Linked DNA regions of Macaca mulatta: region 1 is linked to region 2. Evidence: chromatin contacts called from public Hi-C data. All regions are on one chromosome and are shown on one strand. Each heading gives the region's core, a stretch centred on a gene start, on an enhancer-like site or on the middle of the called end of the contact. The rest is flanking DNA. Distances are from core to core; before and after follow the strand shown.

What was found. Hi-C and Micro-C count contacts between places; a contact is called where the count stands out from the background.
Region 1: a contact with region 2 is called in a Hi-C map of fetal cortex germinal zone, with 3 times the contacts expected there. The contact joins the promoter of ENOX2 here to the promoter of SLC25A14 in region 2. A contact is called at or near these places in 2 of 14 Hi-C or Micro-C datasets (fetal cortex germinal zone and liver).

What each region holds. Positions count from the first base shown.
Region 1 is chrX:137,379,005-137,385,580 of T2T-MMU8v2.0, forward strand. ENOX2 (ecto-NOX disulfide-thiol exchanger 2) reads right to left here and starts at 1,410. Exons shown (of 15, transcript XM_015128190.3): 1 at 1,131-1,410.
Region 2 is chrX:136,796,880-136,803,520 of T2T-MMU8v2.0, forward strand. It overlaps SLC25A14 (solute carrier family 25 member 14), which reads left to right and starts at 4,813. Exons shown (of 10, transcript NM_001257616.3): 1 at 4,813-5,062. The coding sequence starts at 4,988.

The DNA.
Region 1 (6,576 bases), core at 160-2,659, 580 kb after region 2:
CCTGTCTCACAGTGCTCCCTCTTCTGTTTACCCTTCTCAAAGTCCAATCTCAGTAGCAGGAAGCATTTTCTCCCTCCTCTTTGACAACTTCAAATCCCCTGTACTCCGCTGGAGCCCAAATTAAAATTCACCTCCTTCACAAAGCCTGAAAGCAGGATGAGGGCTTCAGCACTTCCCGGGTTAGGCTTGAACTTCCATAGATGAACTCACCACCCCCATCAGTATGCTCTTCCACTGACCCCCTTAGCATTTTTTGCACGCGTTTGTAATAATACAATGATTAATACGGTCTGTTTCACAGGGTCTACTTTATTCTGTAGAATAAAGGTGTGCCCCCTAAATGTTTGTCAACATTAGTGCTGTCCGTCTTTGCTAGAAACCCCTAAAGCGCTGGGTTTTTATAACCAGTCTAACTTGCCTTTTACTCTCATCCGAACCCTGTACTGAACCTTAAACACACATTTCTCAAAAGCGAGATTCCTTCCCTCTTTTGCTTCCCATCCCTTCTAGAAATTGAGGGGAAACCCTTCCCACTCCAAAGACCTGGTGGGGGAAGTGGCAGGTGGCTGAGGGGCCAGTAAAGAGATGGCGAGCAATTAAGGAGGCAAAAAGAGAAAGTTTGAAAAAAAGTCACGCCCTGGGCATGGCCAGGAATTCCCATGCCCCAGAGGAAATGGGAAGTGTAGCGCAGGGAGGGTTATGTGCCCAAACCTGAAATACAAATTGAGGGAAAAGAGGAAAGAGATCACCCAACTCCTGCGGTAAGAATTAAAGTCCAGTCACCGCCTAGGCAAAACCCTGGACTCGAACCCCAACTTCGGACCTCTGAGGAGGCACAGCGCCAGGGGCAGGCGGGCGGCGTTGTGGGAAAAGAAAAGGGGCGGGCGAGTTGGAAGAAAAAAAAAAAAAAAAAAAGAGCAAAGAGAGCGCGCTCCCGGGCTCATGAGAACTGGCGCCTAGAGCTGAAAAGCCCACCCCGGACTCCCAGTCCCTACACCCCCTCCCCTGCAGAGGCGGAGCTGGGCGGAGTTAGGCGCTGAGGACCGCGGCCCCGGAAGCACCCTCCTCCCTAGGCCCCCTCAGTCCCACAGTCCCCAGCCACGGCCACTGGGGCTTTCTGCCTCTCTGACCTCCAGCTCCCCGGCTACCGAAGCGCTAGTCCTTAAACAGCTGCGGAAAATCAGGTTGGCGCGGCAGCTCCTGGGCGCGTAGTGCCCTCGCTGCGCCCCACGCCGCGCCACTCTCGTCCGAAATGCCCGCCTCGCGCCTCCAGGCCTAGACCCGGCACTCCGACCCAAGGCTGGACTCTCACCCACAAGGTGCCCACTGCGGCGTCTCCCATTGGCTACTGGTCACCGGGGAAGCCGGAGGCCCGAGCCCATGGCTTCATGGGAAATGTAGTTTGAGGTCGCTGAAGGCTGTTCTTCCTGAGAGTATCCCGTATAGACATTGGCGGAGAGACGCAAGTGAAGACCGAGAATTATGGGAGATGGAGTCGCGGGACACTTACTTCTCTAAACACACAATGCTTCCCCTCCCCTTCCGATTGTCCCCAGCGTTCAGACGGGGAAGGGCATTCTGGGTATTGTAGTTTAGAATGCACTGTCTTAGAGAATCTCTCTTGGGGTAATGGCTTTGTGCTTGTGGGGACAGAGGAAGGCGCTAGATTTATTTTCATGTCGGTTAAGCTCTTAGCATTTTGCGGGAAGCACTTTCAATCGTCATTTGAAATTGTTATTGAGTTTTAAGTGTTTTTCAAAAGATGATGTTTATTCTTTGATAAGCTTAGAATTTTAATTGAGAGTTGTAGTCCTTTAAAACTGTTAAAGTGTGTTCTTTGTGAACCACCTGCATCAAAATCACTTGAAAGGTACAGAAGAATGTATATAGTTTTTCTAATTGGGAATTATAGCTCCCCCTAGGAACAGTGTCATAAATAGGCATAGAAATGTGATCTACAGCAGCCCAGAAGAAGCCTATTTAATCCACAATGAAACTATGTTGTTGCCATGAAAAACAGTGGCCACATAAACTGCTATAAATAACAGTTTAGAACAGATAGACAATACAACTTAAGTACAAACGAGTAACTATATGTGTCTTTAAGAAACTTTATCTTTTGAGTAAAACTATGTAACAAGAGCTGGACATAGGTGGGCAATGCCAAGCACTTTCAAGTGACTTAAAGGTTGAGGAAAATGGTTGTTTATTAGGGCTAATTTCACTCCTAACTTTTGACCTCTTTTTGTCTCTGTTAGAGATGAATCCTTATAGCTTTATGGATTGTTACAGTTGAATCACTACAACTTCTTGATGAGGACAACTTTTGGACTCACAAGTAAAATGAAGGGAAAGACAGAGGAATTGCATTTTGCTAAGGTAATTGCTCAATATTTTAAAAAGATAAGTGAAGGAGGAAGATGATTTAATAAATTCAAACATTTATTCAGCATACTGCTTTGTACAAAGCTCTGCGCTAGGCACTGTTGCCACAGAATTGGAAAAATAGTCCCTGCCCTTGAGTAGCTCACAATCCAGGTGAGGGGAGTTATAGTGGAGGAGAATCTGGGGGGAGGAATAGATGAGTATACAATGTGAAAAATGCTGTAAAGAGGTCTACATAGAGTTCTATAGGAACATAGAGGAGGAAGAACTCATTCTACTTCTGGAGAACTGGTTGAAGAACCAGTAAAATATTTGTCAGATTTGGGGCAGGGAGGTCAACCATATTCTATACAAAGCATGTGCAAAGGCACAAAGGCATGAAAGAGTGCAGAGAACAATAACAAAAGTTCCATATTGCAGAGACTAGATCAGGCAGCAACAAGGGGTCATATCAATTAGTCCATAATTTAACTTGAAAGTGGGAGAGAACCATCAGAGGAATTTTTGAGCTTATATAGTGTTTATTTTTTAAAGCGTATACACATAGAACATACTGGGAACACATATGCTAGGATATTTGGGGAATCGTCCTGGAAGATGGTAATTGAATTGCTGTATTATGTTTTAATACTTTTTATACTTTTAAATTCCCTCAGGAAAATAATTTGCTTTTTTAAAAAAAGAAAAATAGGCTGGGCGTGGGGCTCATGCCTGTAACCCTAGCACTTTGGGACACCAAGTTGGGAGGATTGCTTGAGCCCAGGAGTTCGAGATCAGCTTGGGCAACATAATGAGACCTTGTCTCCACAAAAAATCAAGAAAATTAGCCAGGCATGGTGGCACATGCCTGTAGTCCCAGCTACTCAGGAAGCTGAAGCAGGAGGATCCCTTGAGCCCGGGAAGTTAGGACTGCAGTGAGCCAATATCATACCACTACACTTGAGTGTAGTGGGTGACAGAGCAAGACCTTGTCTCAAAAAAAATTTTTTTTAAAGAAAGAAAGAAAAGAGAAAAAGAAAAATCACCTCATTTCAGCCATAAAAAGGAGAGAAACAAGGCATTTTCAGTATTATGGACACCAGAAAAACATTATGTGAATCAAATGCAGAATTTCTTTTCTCAACTTTGTCTCCTTTCTTTTTATCTTTTTTTCATGACTCTTTACTTTGATTTGATCACTGATTTCAAAGTATTTGCAGAGCATCTACTATGTTCCATACACTGTGACAGGTTTTGGGTTTTAATGGTGAGTTAAAACATGGGTTCCTGTTCATCAAAGTAGTTCTAGCAGGAAATGGAATAATCAGATGGAGTTGGTGGATGTGGAAAGTGAGAGAAGGGGAGGAGTCCATTATGACTGCCAAGTTTTGACTTGGAAGACTAAGTGTATGGTAGTAGCATTCACTGAGATATTGAACCTAGAAAGAATAACAAGTTTTGTGAAGAATAGGAGGAAATCAGTTTTGGACATTTAAAATTTGAAGAGTCTGTGGAACTTTTGGTTGGAGATGCCTGATAGGCTGCTGAGAAATGCCGGTCGGAAGCTTGGGAGAGAGGTCTTGGTTGGAATTAAACATTTGGGAGACATTAGTATAATATAGATGGCAATTAAATAAGTGAAAAATTGTTTACACTTTACTTAGAGAGTATTATTTTTTTGAGACAGATTCTCACCCTGTCGCCCAGGCTGGAGTGCAGTGGCATGATCTCGGCTCACTGCAACCTCTGCCTCCGGGGTTTAAGCGATTCTCCTGCCTCAGCCTCCCAAGTAGCTGGGATTACAGGTACCTGCCACCACGGCCAGCTATTTTTTTTTTCTTTTTGTATTTTTAGTAGTGATGGGGCTTCACTGTGTTGCCCAGGCTGGTCTAGAACTCCTGACCTCAAGTGATCCACCTGCCTTGGCCTCCCAAAGTTCTGGGATTACAGGCGTGAGCCACTGCACTCAGCAACTTAGAGAGTATTTAGAATAATAGTTTTTAAAAAGACAAAGATTATGGAATCCTGGAAAATAATGATATTCAAGTAGCAGGTAGAAAAAGAGATGCCTTCCAAGGAAGCTGAGAGGGAATGGCCAAATAGATGAACCAAGAGAAAACAAAGTAGAATTACTGGCATATATTACAGAGAGGTCAAGTAGCAGGACAGAAGAGTAAGAAGAAATTACTCTTTCATCAATTTAACAAGTTTTTATTGAGTACCTGTAATGTGACAGACATTATTCTAGATGCTGGGAATAGAGAAGTGGAAAACACACACAACATCCCTTCCTTTTGGAGGTTATATTCTATTAGGGAGAAACCATCAACAAACAAGATAAATAATTAAAATACATAGCTGTGATAAGTAATATTTCTTACTGTGTATGTCATAGCTGTATATGGCTATTTCTGTATGGTGATATATATACACACACATATATACATCTCTCCAATAAGCCATATGGAAATTTTATATATAATATATAAAACATATCTATATCTCCAATAAGCCATATAGAAATTTTATATATAATGTATATTATATATGAGCACAAATGTATACATATATTTCTATGTGTATATACAAAGGTGATACTCTTTGATCTGTTGTTATATAATAAGATGAATTTGTGAAATAGTGGCCCAGGGTCAAACAGTCTGGCTGGATTCAGAGATCAATTAGGAGGTCAAGGTTAGAGCTGTATCCAAAGCCATTATAGAGCCCAGGTCAAGGCCAGGGTTTATGTGTATAATGTAGAATGTATTTAGCTTCAATCTTTTCTCAGGTTAAGGTTTAGTAAGTCTGTAGCTGTTTTTACAGGCCAATGTGGATTCATGATCAGAAGACCATCAAACCAAGTTTAGGGTTCAGCCTGATAGCAATGTTAGGCCCCAGATTTATAGCCATGGTTCAGTCTGTGTCACAGATTAAAGTGCATCTCTGACCACTCTGGACTAACAGCAGCCTCAGGGTGTTAAATCTCACTCTGAGGCTGCTGTAAGTCTAGAATGGCCTGGTTTAGGAAGTCAAGATGTAAGATTTGGGTTCAAACTTTGGCCAGAATTAGGATTTAGTCTGTGTGTAGAAAGAGGCCTCTTCTAAAATAGAGTTAGGGCTCAGTCTCTGGACCAGACTTAGACCACACCCAAGGTTAGGGCTCAACTCAATGTTTGACTTTAGTTTTTGGTCAGTGTTGGAATCACTTTTATTTCTAGGCTTGAAAGTCAATAAAGGCCAGGACCATGACTCTGCCTGGGATTAGTCTTCATGCCGATGATGTTGCCTAGGGAAAAATGAAGTAAGAATATGAACAGGATTTATGTTCAATCTTTCATCAGGTTAAGTTTCAATTTGTATTCATGGTTAGAGTTTATTCTGGGTCCAATAATTAAGTCTCAGTCTGTGGCCAATGGTAAGGCACAGTCAATGTCTAATATTGTCTGTTGCCATGTTAGGACATTATCTGTCATGTGCCCTAGAGCCTTGTCTCAAACGAGAGTTAGCATTTCATATATGGACAAAATTATGGTACAGTTTGTGGCCAAGATTTCAATGATGAATATGAACAGGATTTGGGATGCATATTTGGCTAGAGTAAGTTCAAGGTGTGATTTCTGACTTTAGCCAGTGTGAGGATTCTGTCTTTGTCCATAGCTCATATCAGGAATGTTCTATGGAGCTAACTCACAGTGGCCTGTGTTGGCCCTCATTCTGTGGCCAGAGCAGGGCTCAGTCAGTGACTTGTGTTAGCCATTTCAATTTGGCCACTATCAGAGTTGAGTCTGGACGGAGTAGTTCCACTATGACTTTATGTAGCATTTGTGTTCACTGAGTATTGGTGATAGTGCTATCTGATTAAACTTGTACCAGAGTTTGGGAGTTACCAATGACCAAGGTAAGACTTACTATGAAGAAGGTTTTATGGCTAAGAGTGTAAACAGGTTTTTTGGATTAGCTGTTGATGTTATTTGTCAGTCTGTGGATAGAGTTGAGGTGAGAACAAACAACACATAAAATCCAGCTTGAAAGCTTTAGAGGTCAGGCTGTAATCAGGGTTTTGGGATCAGGATGTTGCCAGGGTTTGAGTTCAGAGTGTTCATTTCCTGTTGTCAGTCTGGCATTTAGACTCTGGCTTAGTGTAGCAGGCATTTGGGTATCAGTAGTAGAGTTCAGTCTTTGCTAATTGTTAGTGACCATAATGTGCTCAGT
Region 2 (6,641 bases), core at 3,563-6,062:
GGATTACAGGCATGAGCCACCGCACCCGGCCCTTAATGGTGACTTCTAATGAAAACAAAAATTTTCCCAATTTTAAATTCAAAAAACACATCTTAGGTGTAGTTTCCAATCCCTAACATCTAACAGATGCTCTCCTTCCCCACCAAATAGGCGATGCTAACTATTTATGAATTTACCTTTATTTGTCTTTGAAGGGGATCAGAATATGCCACCCCAATATATGTCACTTTGGCATAAGGATTATTTTGAGCTAAACATAATTGTGCATCTACAGGGGCAGGAAGAGTTCTCTGTCCTCTCCTTATCAGTCTAAAAGCAGGACATAAATTTCCCTTTGAGGAAGGTGTCCCCCTATACTAGGGAGAAAAGAGCAACTCTTACTTGTCATTGGAGATGGGAAGATGAAGCCAAAATGAACTGGCATAAACAGACCTTACTAAAATAGCCCTTATCTTCCATTAGGCCTTATCTTCTATTCTTCTCTCATATATTTCCTAGTTACTTCTCCAAAATTTATCATCTCTGGAAGCCAAAACCCTCTTTGCTTTGTTAAAAAGGTATATAAGCCTCTGAGTCTATCCACTTTGAGTTTCACTTCTTTTCTGTGAACTGTGCACATAAATATTCATAAAAAGTGCGTGCCTTTTCTCCTTTTCATCTGTTTTTAGTTTAATTTACAGCCTGCAGGCACTGACCCTAAGAGGTTAGAGGAAAAGTTTTTCTCTCCTGACATCTTCCAGGAGTAGGATAATTAATATGGTGGGAGGTCTGGAAAGCATGCCTTATGAAAACTGATTGAGGGGACGTTAAGCTTGTGGAAGAAAACACTGCTGGGGTTGCTGATACATCAGAGGACTATTAAGGAGAGAACAAAGAAAGAAAGGCAATTAACTCTTGTTAAGCATGTACTAAGTGCCTGACTCTGTGCTAGGAGTATTAGAATATTTAATCTTTGGATAAGGAAACTGAAGCTCAGAAAAATTAAGTAATTTACCCAGAGTCACCAGAGATAGAAAATGACAGAGTCTGACCTCAAGAAGATCTTCTGGCAATTTCACTCCTAGGCATATACCCCACAGAATTGAACACTGATACTCAAATACTTTTACACACATATTTATAGCAGCATTATTCACAATATCCAAAACTTGAAAACATCTCAAATATTTACCAGTGAGTGAATGGATACAAAATTGTAGTGTATACATAGAGTGGAATATTACTTAGCTATAAAAAGGAATGAAGTACTGACACTACAACTTGAATGAACCTCAAAAACTTATGTTAAGTGAAAAAGCCAGATGCAAAAGGTCACATATTGTATGATTCCATTAATATGAAATTTTCTGAATAGGTAAGTTCATAGAGAAAGAAAGCAGATTGGTGGTTGCCAGGGGATCTGGGGAGGGAGGAATGGCGAGCAAGTGCTTAATGGATGTGGGGTTTGAAAATGTTAGGTGATGAAAATGGTTGCACAATAGTGTCAATGTATTAAACACCACTAAATTGTTCACTTTAAATGGCTAATTTAACATCATGTGAACTTCGCCTCAATTAATAAAAAACGGTTTTCAAGCTTCAACTACAGTGCTCTTTTCATTCTTTAAGACCAGCTGTTTCTCTGGGGAGAGTAGAAAATGGAAAGTGCACTGTGGTTAATACATGTGGGAACTTTCTAAGAGTTATCCAATAATGTAATGGGCTGACTTATGTTGTATGCTTACCCTAGAAGTATTCCAGCAGAGACTGGACAGCTGTCTATAATGACTACTATAGAAGGGACCTCTAAGTTTCCCTCCAACCATTAGATTACATGATTCTATACTCTTGAATAGCTTATCTCTTGGAGAGATCAGAATTCAAGCATAACATAAGAGACAGTATAGTCAAATACTGGTCTTTATGGTAGAGACTACAAATAGGAGGCAATTTATAAGGAATATGACCAACTTTGATAATAAGGATTATATTTTTTATGTTATAGTTTTGGAGAATGTTGGAAAAACCATAAGTAAGCAGTTAAATTGCTAACATGTTAACCAAAGTGTGGTATGTGTATGTTTTTAAATTTTTTTATTAAAAAATAAAAAATTATATATATATATATATATACTTTTTTTTTTTTGAGACGGAGTTTCGCACTTGTTGCCTAGGCTGGAGTGCAACGGCTCAGTCTCGCTCACTGCAACCTCTGCCTCCCAGGTTCAAGTGATTCTCCTGCCTCAGCTTCCCGAGTAGCTGGGATCACAGGCATGTGCCACCACGCCTGGCTAATTTTTGTATATTTAGTAGAGACGGGGTTTTACCATGTTGGCCAGGCTGGTCTCAAACTCATGACCTCAGGTGATCCACCCGTCTCAGCCTCCCAAAGTGCTGGAATTACAGGCGTGAGCTACCGCACCCCACCAAAAAAAATTTGAGGCTGGAGCACAGTGGCGCGATCACGGCTCACTGCAGCCTCGACCTCTCGGTCTCAAGTGATTCTCTTCATCCTCCGGAGTAACTGGGATTACAGTCATGGCTAATTTTTAAATTTTTGGTAGAGGCGGGTGTTTCCTTATATTGCCCAGGCTGGTCTCGACCTCCTGGGCTCAAGCGATGTTCCTGCCTCGGCTTCCCAACTATAGTATAGATGAGAGCAATATAGCATAGTGCTTAAGAGCAATTCCAGCTCTGTCATTTACTAAATTACTCTCCTAACCTTTTATGGCCTCAGTGTTCTCAACCGTCAAAGGGGGAAAATAATAGTACCTGTCTTATCTGGTAGTTAGGAACACAAAAAGCTCTTGGCACCACCCTTGGTACATGGTAGGTACTCCACAATGTCAGCTAATATTATGATCATGTGTGCTGCCTGAAGAAATTTTTAAATGGAAAACAAAACAAACAAAAACATAGGCCGGGCTCGGTGGCTCACGCCTGTAATCCCAGCACTTTGAGGGACCAAGGCGGGTGGATCACCTGAGGCCAGGAGTTTGCGATCAGCATGGCCAACATGGCGAAACCCCATCTCTACTAAAAATACAAAATATAGCTGGGTGTGGTAGCAGGCACCTGTCATCTCAGCTACTCAGGAGGCTGAGGCAGGAGAATCGCTTGAACCTGGGAGGCGGAGGTTGCAGTGAGCCGAGATCGCACCACTGCACTCCAGCCTGGACCACAGAGTGCCACTCTGTCCAAAAAGAAACAAACAAAATAACGCAGCAAAATAAAACAAGGTGAACTAAAATGAGAAATATCCTTTTGGAAGAACACAGTTCCAAATATTTATTCATTCAACAAATAACCATATAGGGCCAAATGCCTTGCACTGACTTTTCCTTATAGCACAGAAGCAATAAACCCTACTATTGCGTACTCTCACGTGATTAGGGAACGTTGTTAAGGGGCTCAAAAATCGGACGTCATAGCCCGTTGGCTAACTGAATCACCCAGGGGGCTTTGCGGTGTCCCCTTCCAGCAGCCATAGGGGCCAGAGTCGGAAGCTGGGGGTTGGACTCTTGTCATCTGCTGGCAGATTATGAGGTTTGGATTAACTGGGATTTCCCCTGTTGGTGTTTTTCTGCCTTATCCGTTTAGCTTTTTATGGTCCCCTTTTTGGTATCCAACTTGCTCTTTCTTAAGTGAAGTTTCTGATTAAAGCAAGAGCTTCAAGTAAGGGGCCTGACCGTAACTTTTCACTCGTTAATGTCTGACGTCCAGTAGGTGCTTTCGCGTTCATTCTCCCTCCCTTCCTCTCCCTCCCTCCTTCCTCTCCCTCCCTTTCTCTCTCTCTCTCCCCCTTCCTTTCTCTCTCTCTCTTTCTCTCCTTTCTTTGATGGAGTCTTGCTCTGTCACCCAGGCTAGAGTGCAGTGGCATGATCTCAGCTCACTGCAACCTCCACCTCCGGGGTTCAAGTGATTCTCCTGCCTCAGCCTCCCGAGTAGCTGGGACCACAGGTGCGTGCCACCACACCCAGCTAATTTTTTTGCATTTTTAGTAGAGACGGGATTTCATCATGTTGGTGAGGCTGGTCTCAAACTCCTGGCATCAAGTGATGCGCCCGGACCCTCAAAGTGTTGGGATTACAGGCGTGAGCCACCGCGCCTGGCCTTGACCTTTATTTTCTTATTGAGCCCAGGCACCTCACTAAATTCGGCTCACCCATATGTCTCATTTTCCTACTTTTGTTTTGAAGCCTTTGCCCCAGCAGCTTCACGTTGCCGCCTTTTTCCTACTGCGCTCGCAGGGCACCACGCCCACCACTCCCCTTGCCCAACTCCGCAAGCCCTGATACCGGGGAGAGGCCCCTTCCTTTTCTAGTCCTTCCACGCGCTAGGTGGGTGGGTTTGGCGGTGACGAGGCGACACCTCTTTCCTCTCCGGCGAGCACGTTAACTGGGGAAGCTGCCAAATTCTCACGCCTTAGGTGCCCTGCCTCCACCTCCCGCAAGCCCAGTTGCCCCTCTAGGCCTCTGCGCCCACAATGGTTCTGACCCTCGCCTTTAGACCCCTGCCGCTTCCGCCTTTTATTTCGCGCCTTTGTTTTCAGGTTGGGAAGGGGCGGAGTTGAAATGGTTGCGCCGCCGTTGCCGAAGCAACGCCTTGGTTACTTCCGTTGATTTCAATGCTTCCGGGTTGGCGCTGCAGTGGCGTTTCCGACTGTGGGAGCCTCAGCTTCCCAGTCGTCCGATGAGCCCGAGCAGGTGAGGGGGAGCTCCTGGACTTCCAGGCTGGGGAGCGGGGCTGGGCCGCGCCAGGCCGCGTGGGGCCGGGCTGGCCTGGTTCCCGACCTGGGAAGGGCTTAACGGTCCTCTGGTCTCTCTCTCCCCTCAGCTGAGTCCCTTCCCTGTCTTTCACTCTTCTGGCATCGGTGGTTTTACTTCTTCGATTGAACCCTGCTTCCTCGACCCCCCTGGGAGGCTGCCTCCTTCAGGCGCCTCCCTTCTCTCCACGAGCTCGCTCTGACAGCTGAGGAACTGGCAAGATCCTGCTACCCAGAGGGTGAATGGGTATCTTTCCCGGAATAATCCTAATTTTTCTAAGGGTGAAGTTTGCAACGGCGGCGGTGATTGTAAGCGGAGTAAGCAAACACCTCCATTGTATTAGTGTGAGGGATGCTGTTGAAAGATGCTCCCCTTCGGTTTCTACCCCCTGTCACTCCTGAGGTCAAGGCATTGAAGGCATCTATTAAAATGCAGTTCAGTTACTTGATTGGCATGACAGCTGTTATCAACATGAATTAGTTTCTCAGACAAGATAACAGCAGGGACATTTATAGTTTCCTGTCAGTGATTCCTTGTTGTTGTTGTTTCCCCCCCCCCCAGGCTAGAGATGCTTAATGTTATCATGAACTCTTCCCTCGTCTTCATTCCCTACATCATCGAGTTCTTTGTGTCTTCATTGGGGAAGTCTATCTCTAACCTCAGTGCCAACAAGCATCTTTGTCTGCTGTACTTTGCACCATCCTAAGCTAGTCTCCCTGCCTCTCCCGTTTGTAATGTAATCCACTGTGTTTGCTGCAGCCCTAATAGGCTAAAATGTGGATTTCCTCAAGTCACTTCTCTGTTAAACGCACACACACAAGCAAAACATGCAGCCCCCTCTTACGCCCCCCACCCCCACCCCTTGGTTTCAAGCCTTTCAACATAACATGCTCCTTATCACACTTCTTGTCTGATACTGTTTCAGTCAACAAGGGAATTCTCTGTTCCAGTTAGGTTCCTTTCTTCTTAGCACAAACCATACTGATGCCTGCTTCTACATGCTGTGCTTGTTCTCACATTTGTGTTTCTGTTCATTCTGTCTCTTCCCTGCCTCTCTCCCTTACCTGCACCTAACCAGGTTGTACCTACCATCTCTCAAGGTTCAGTTTAGGTTCTCTCACCTCCGCAATTTTCAAATTAGTCAAGCCCATGCTGGTTGTAGTCTTTTCTATGCTCCTCTTGCTCTTAAAGTTTGTACCACACAGTTTAGCACTTAATTTTTCTCTAGCGAACTACTTTGATTTCTTTCACCAGATTATAAGCTCTTGAAAGGCAAGTACTGTATTTTGTACTTTTTCCCCTGTCCCATCTCATTGGTTATTCAGGAAAGATAGGTTGAATGGTAAATATTGTTTTGGTTCTAGAACGAATATCTGTGTTTTTCAAACATGATTATACCCAAAGTGCATTGCAGGTTTGGGCATTTAGCACGCCTTCGATAAATATCTGCTTGGCTCTCCATTGTTACCTTCTGGATCTGAGAATCTCTAATTTCTAGTCTTTCTTAAAGGAGAAAGCAGGAAAGGCACCCAGAGTTTCCCGACCAGATCTTGGGAGTAGTATAGGGCAATGTAACTTGTATTGTAGGACATTCTTACTTTCACTCATTAGTCTATCAAATTCTCCGAAGTCAGATCTTCAGAATAAATGTTGGCATTTTGAAGACAATTTTCATTGGTTTCTTTATACAGTAAAAATATTTAGGGTACTATATTTTTATTTTACCTTAGATATGACTACTTTTACCCATATCTGGGGTTAGCCCCTACAAGTTAAAATAATTTTTAGAGGGCTTGGGGGTATTTTACTTAAGTAATTCCTTGCAACAAAAGCAAGGGAACAGGGTTCATAGGCAGAGAATATCTGGGGATCAAGATAGTGTCATACACAGGGTGT